Linked DNA regions of Mus musculus: region 1 is linked to region 2. Evidence: chromatin contacts called from public Hi-C data. All regions are on one chromosome and are shown on one strand. Each heading gives the region's core, a stretch centred on a gene start, on an enhancer-like site or on the middle of the called end of the contact. The rest is flanking DNA. Distances are from core to core; before and after follow the strand shown. Region 1 overlaps Gm31718 (a long non-coding RNA gene). Region 2 has its middle 5.5 kb from the start of Gm45805.

Region 1 (2,700 bases), core at 194-2,693, 140 kb before region 2:
TGTGAGCGTCCTGATGTGATTGCTAGGAATCTAATGCTGGTTGGTTCTCTTCAAGTCGCTCAGCCACATCTCCAGTCTTGAGAGCAGTGGTTCTCGACCTGTGGGTTGTGACTCCCCGAGGGGTGTCAAATGACCCTTTAAACAGGGGTCACAAATAAGATATCAGATATTTACATTACGGTTCATAACAGCAGCAGAATTACAGTTATGAAGTAGCAATGAAATAATTTCATGGTTGGGGGTCACCACAACATGAGGAACTGCATTAAAGGGTCGCAGCTTTAGGAAGATTAAGGACCACTACCTCAGAGGAAGATTTCGTCTGGCCAGTTGTAGCAAGCCCAGGACTTTTTTCTTTTTACTCTGTTGTGTGTATTTATTCTATTGTGTGAGCTAGACAGACATTGTACTCAGAGCTACTTCATTCTCTGTCTCTCTTCCTCTTACCCTCACATCTCCTCTTCCCTTCTTCCAACTAATTCTGTGTATGTTCATCGTACTGTGGTTAGACCCAGAGGTTCCCTTTAAAGCCCAGAGAAGAAGTAGAACATTGGCATAAAGTGACCTTAAGTGTAGGACTCTGCCAGAGCCTGTCTCACAAGGTGCCCCACCTGGGTAAACACCATTTGCATATCACTGTGTGGACTACAGCCCTTTCTTTATGGGGACAAGACAGGGCTCTGTTACTCAAACAGGTGGACAAACATCTAGGGAACTCTCAGACCTTGGGCAGCCTGGGAACAGAGGCCATGACCTCAGACCTGAGGCAGGGCTGTGTAGCCTCACCTGCCTGTCTCTGCTGTTGCTGTACACTCTTTGCAGCCCCAATTCCCTTCCCTTCACAGATGACCCCACTTCCAGAAGGCAACCAGATTGGAACTCAGGCTCCTTCTCTTGTCTCACAGATAAAGAAATTTAAGATGGATTCAAAAGAAAACTTGAAAAAATTGTTAGAATTATAGATAGAGGGGCTGGAGAGATGGCTCAGCACTGACTGCTCTTCCAGAGGTCCTGAGTTCAAATCCCAGCAACCACATGATGGCTCACAACCATCCATAATGAGATCGGATGCCCTCTTTTGGTGTGTCTGAAGACAGCTACAGTGTACTTACATATAATAATAAATAAATCTTTTAAAAAAAAGAATTATAGATAGAAAGCCAGCAGGGTCAGTCAGCTGCCACAAGAAGAGGAAAAAGAGGAAATTGTGCTTTTTTTTTGAGTTTGAGGTCAGGAAAGTGGGCAGGTTAAGCAATGGAAATCTTCAAGCAGCTGCTGTGAGGCATCCGTAGGGGGGAGTGTGGGGAGGGAGGGGAGAGAGGGAGGGGAGAGGGAAGGAGGGAGGGAAGGAGGGAAAGAGGGAGGGAGGGAGGGACTTGAAGAGATTGAGATGCCAGGCATAGCCATGTTAAGAAAGAAAAAGTCACTTTCTAAATTAGAACTCAGAAATTGAGCAGGCTTGTCAGTGAGTCTCCACAGCACCTGTAGAAAGAAAGGCAGGGCCTCTGAGAGCTGGCAGGCCTCCCTCAGGTGTGTTGTGTTTCACTGCACTTCCTGGTTATAGAGCCTCTTGAAGTTATAAAACATAATCTTGTCCTTGATTCAAGATGGCTTTGCCTTGCCTGGCAAGGAAGGTTCCTGTGGTTCTCATCATAGGATGTTGTTGGCCACCGACCAGGCCATTTGTGGAGGGGGCTACTGGCCATCAGAGGACAACTTTTGGGAGTTGGTCTCCTCCTTCTACTAGGTGGGTCCTGAGGATGGGCCTCAGGTTGCCAGCTCTGCAGCAAGTGTCTTGTTGGGCTAAGCCATCTCCTCATGTCCTATCTCCTCCCCACCAGAGATCTTTCCATCTTAACCAGAGGAAGATGACATGACTACATACTCTGCCCCAAAAGGCACTCACGGAGCACTTGGCTGCAGTGTTGTGTGTGGGTTTTGTGTTTCGTTTTGCATTGAGAAAAGGTGGCTGAGAAAAGGTGGCTTTAATAGTGGTTGGAGGGTTCTTCAGACACGAATGCCAGGCCTCAGGCAGGGCTCCACACTGCAGCCATTGCTGCTGCTGCTGGGGTTCCCATGAGGGGAAGGTGAGAGGCTCTCACAGTATCAGATGAGTGCAGTGTAGGTGAACAGGGTCATCAGATTGTCCCAGATGCCTCTAGGCAGCTGAGTCACTGTGGGTAATGGATTACCCAGGGGAGCAGGAGGATCAGAGGGGGTAGGGGAGGCAGTCTGTAACTCAGAGTCCTTCATCTGGAAGCAGTGGGACCAGGAGATGCCACCAGATTGGTTTCTGCAAGAAGGACAGGCAGGTACTCATGGCTTATACAGATCAATGTGATTTCCTCTGAAGCAGTTAATTAACCCCAGGCACCTTGCAGGAGCTTGCAGTATCAGAACGATAAAGCTGGCCACATGGAGGGAGGTTAGTGTTTTTTTTTTTTTTTTCCTCGATCGCTGACGTAATTGGCGCACTTTTCAGAGCGTGTTCAGTTCCAACTAATACCATTAAAAAAAAAAAAACCAACCAAGTCATAAACTCAGTCATTGGTAAGAGAATTGTAACTGCAGGCACAGTTGGTCAGAGGGCATGCAATGCTGTTACAGGCATTGTTAAAATTGAGGTCTGGGTCCTGGTAGTTCTCCAAATCACTACAACAGTTAGAAAGACAATCATAGTAAAAAGCTGAGAAAGGAGAT
Region 2 (2,700 bases), core at 157-2,656:
GGGGATCTGAACTCTGGTCCTCGTGCTTGCACAACAAGTGCTTTATCCACTGAGCAACCTCCTCAGCCCTCGCCTGTGGATTAAAATGAGTTTATATTAATATTGAGATCACATTAGAATTGTGAATGAAGACAGATGGCATGGTAGTGACTGTTTCTCTACTGGAGGGTGATGTGTCTCCCCACCGGTTCTGATCCATCCTTGTTGTTGGACCTGTTGACTGCTCCTGCAGATTTTCACCTGAGCTAATTATTATCATTGTTTCTATTTGTTTCAATTCTCCAGGGGCTCCTCAGACTCAGGAGCCAGGTTGAAAGAGTTTCTAGTGAAGTCCCCAGCATTTCTATATCCTAGGCTGTTCCATCCATTTGATAGTCAGCCACCATGTCTGAACTAAGCTCCAACATTTCAATGGGCCCTTGGAGAGGGAAGGAGAGAGGTTGGGCTGCAGCCAACCTTGGCCCTCTGTGGTGTTATTTGGTCTATTTGAAGAAGTTAACATTGGATCTATTATTCTTTGATACCCAGGAGCCTCCCATCCTCTCCTGAGCACACTGACAACACAGGAAGACCACAGATAAGGAGGCAGAGCAGTGTGGGGACTGCAAGGTCCCTGTGGGATAACTGCCAGCTGGTCAAAGGTCTTCCTTCTGGCACATTCCATGGTAGCTGAAGGGCTCTGGGCTGATCCTAGAAGTCTTGCTTCTTAGTACTCAGATCATGAATCCCCTCCCACACAGAGGAGGACTGACCCTGGAACCTGACAGGGTACTGTGGAAATGACCTTGTGTGACCTCTGAGACCTGGTCATGTATAGGTGGTGTTTTCCACTCTGTTTGCTTGGATCACTGTGGAGGAAGCTAGCTGCTACCTCAGAAGGACATTTCATCAGCCACATGGACAACCCTGCAAACATGGCCCTGGGCGTTGTGTATTTCTAGTCAGGTCTGCCCAAACCAGAGGTTGGATAAGCAATAGGTGCAAAAGGAAAATTACTTTCTGATTTGTTTTTCTGTACCTGCCTAGAGATGTGCCAGCATATCCAACATCTGTCACACCTGGAGAAATGTCCTCCCTTCCCCGTAAGTCCAGCTCCTAGCTGACTACCAAGGTCTTGACTTAGAAAGTTCAGACCCTGTGTGGAGAAAGCAATTGTCAGGTCTTTCCCTGCAGCAGCAGTCAGGGATCTGCATGGCCACCATTGTCCGATTTCTCTTCATTGTGCTCACAGCCCATTGCTTGCCTAGCATGTCTGCAGTGTGATTCTTGTTTTGTGGGTTCAGTTTCCTGGAAGTGGACGTTCGCCGAATGGTTCATCTGGAGCATTGGGCATCGGCCAACAAGTCTGCCTCTGTGGTCAGCCTCCTCTCCTGGGAAGCAAAGGAGAGAGGTTTGTTCTCCTTTTTATTTCCCCGAAATGTGCATCTCTGCACTGAGGGGGTGGGGAGAGCAGTGCTGGGCAGGAACATCATTGCTCACTAAGAGGCTAAGGAGAACCAGGAGGAAGGGAGAGGGCATGTGGCCCTCAGAGACAATTGCGTGCATCTCCTCCACCTCTGAGAACCACAGCTGGTTCTAGCGGGAGAGGGATGGTCAGAGGCTGTCACCATATGGATGAGAGTGAGGAACAATCAGAGGAAGAAGGAGAATACTCAGGCATGCTCACTCGAAGCTGATTTGAAGATGGTTTTCTGAACATTTCCCTCCAGCCTGCAACACCATTCTCCTGTCCTGTCTGAGAAAGGATACCCTGGGCCCACTGGGGAAATTTATGTTGATAGACTTCAAAGAAAATGTCCTACTCACATGTGCAAAGTGGACTTCATATTACCTGTAGGTGACTTGTGTGTGTGTGTGCTCATATGTGTGCATGCATATGAAGACCACGTGTTCACCTCGAGTGTTGTTCCAAAGGTACTTTCACTTGGCTTTTAGAGACAGAGTCCCTCAGTGGCCTGTAACTCATCTGATTGCCAAGACCGTCAGGAATCTCCCCCTTTCCAGCTCCCCAGTGCTGGAATTGCAAACACCAATGTGGTCATCCCCAGCTTCTCATGGGCTCTGAGACTCAGACCCAGGCCCTTCCTCTTATAAAACTATGCTCTGCCCCTCATCGAACAGTTTAATTTTTCATAATATTTTTATGGATTATTTGGGTATTTCACATCATGAACACTCTCTTTCCAATCATCCCAGGTCCTCCCACCCTGACTTGTGACCTACTCCCTACCCCCCTCCCCCCAAAAAAAAGAAAGAAAGAAAGGAAGGAAGGAAGGAAGAAAAGGAGAAGGAGAAGAGGAGGAGGAGGAGAGGGAGGAAGAGGAGGAAACAAACCAAAAAACCAAGTTCAATTTGTATCGCCCAAATACTCACTGGAGCATGGTGGTCACATTCCTAGTGGCCAGCCCCTTAAAGAAAATTGAGTCCTTCTGCGTCTACACCCCAGCCAGAAGCCATCATCTGTGGCTAGCTATACCTCAGCATCCTTATCAAATATTTTAAGAGTCCTCTTTGGTGGCTTTCTGTCCAGGCTGTTACTTTTGTGGATGGGGTGGGGTAAGGGTTGCCAGAAACCTTCTATGTCTCTCTTTCTCAATTGTGGGTCTGCAGTCATTAATACCAAGGCAAAAGTGGCTTCCTTGTCCTTCACAGCCAGCGGGAGCATGGATCATGGACTTAGACATGGTTTCTGGAGACAGC

The links. Hi-C and Micro-C count contacts between places; a contact is called where the count stands out from the background.
Region 1: a contact with region 2 is called in a Hi-C map of bone marrow-derived macrophages, with 41 read pairs. The contact joins two enhancer-like sites. A contact is called at or near these places in 3 of 15 datasets of contacts at CTCF or cohesin (the NIH/3T3 cell line, large pre-B cells and pro-B cells), 28 of 484 Hi-C or Micro-C datasets (the 63-12 cell line, the AML12 cell line, CD8 T cells and 20 more) and 8 of 115 datasets of contacts at active chromatin or transcription factors (the HPC-7 cell line, acute myeloid leukemia, embryonic stem cells and 5 more).

Annotation. Positions count from the first base shown.
Region 1 is chr8:126,899,799-126,902,498 of GRCm38.p6, reverse strand. All of the region lies in intron 1 of Gm31718 (a long non-coding RNA gene), which reads left to right. Among named protein-coding and RNA genes, the nearest start is that of Gm31718, 7.2 kb to the left of the region's middle. Within about 2 kb of position 1,443, at least 47 of the 459 cell types and tissues checked have an H3K27ac peak or open chromatin away from gene starts, as enhancers often do. A contact at or near this core is called in the 63-12 cell line, ECoMG-derived neutrophils, the G1E-ER4 cell line and 1 more, where this site is marked.
Region 2 is chr8:126,762,472-126,765,171 of GRCm38.p6, reverse strand. No RefSeq gene overlaps it. Among named protein-coding and RNA genes, the nearest start is that of Gm45805, 5.5 kb to the right of the region's middle. Within about 2 kb of position 1,406, at least 60 of the 459 cell types and tissues checked have an H3K27ac peak or open chromatin away from gene starts, as enhancers often do. A contact at or near this core is called in the 63-12 cell line, ECoMG-derived neutrophils, the G1E-ER4 cell line and 1 more, where this site is marked.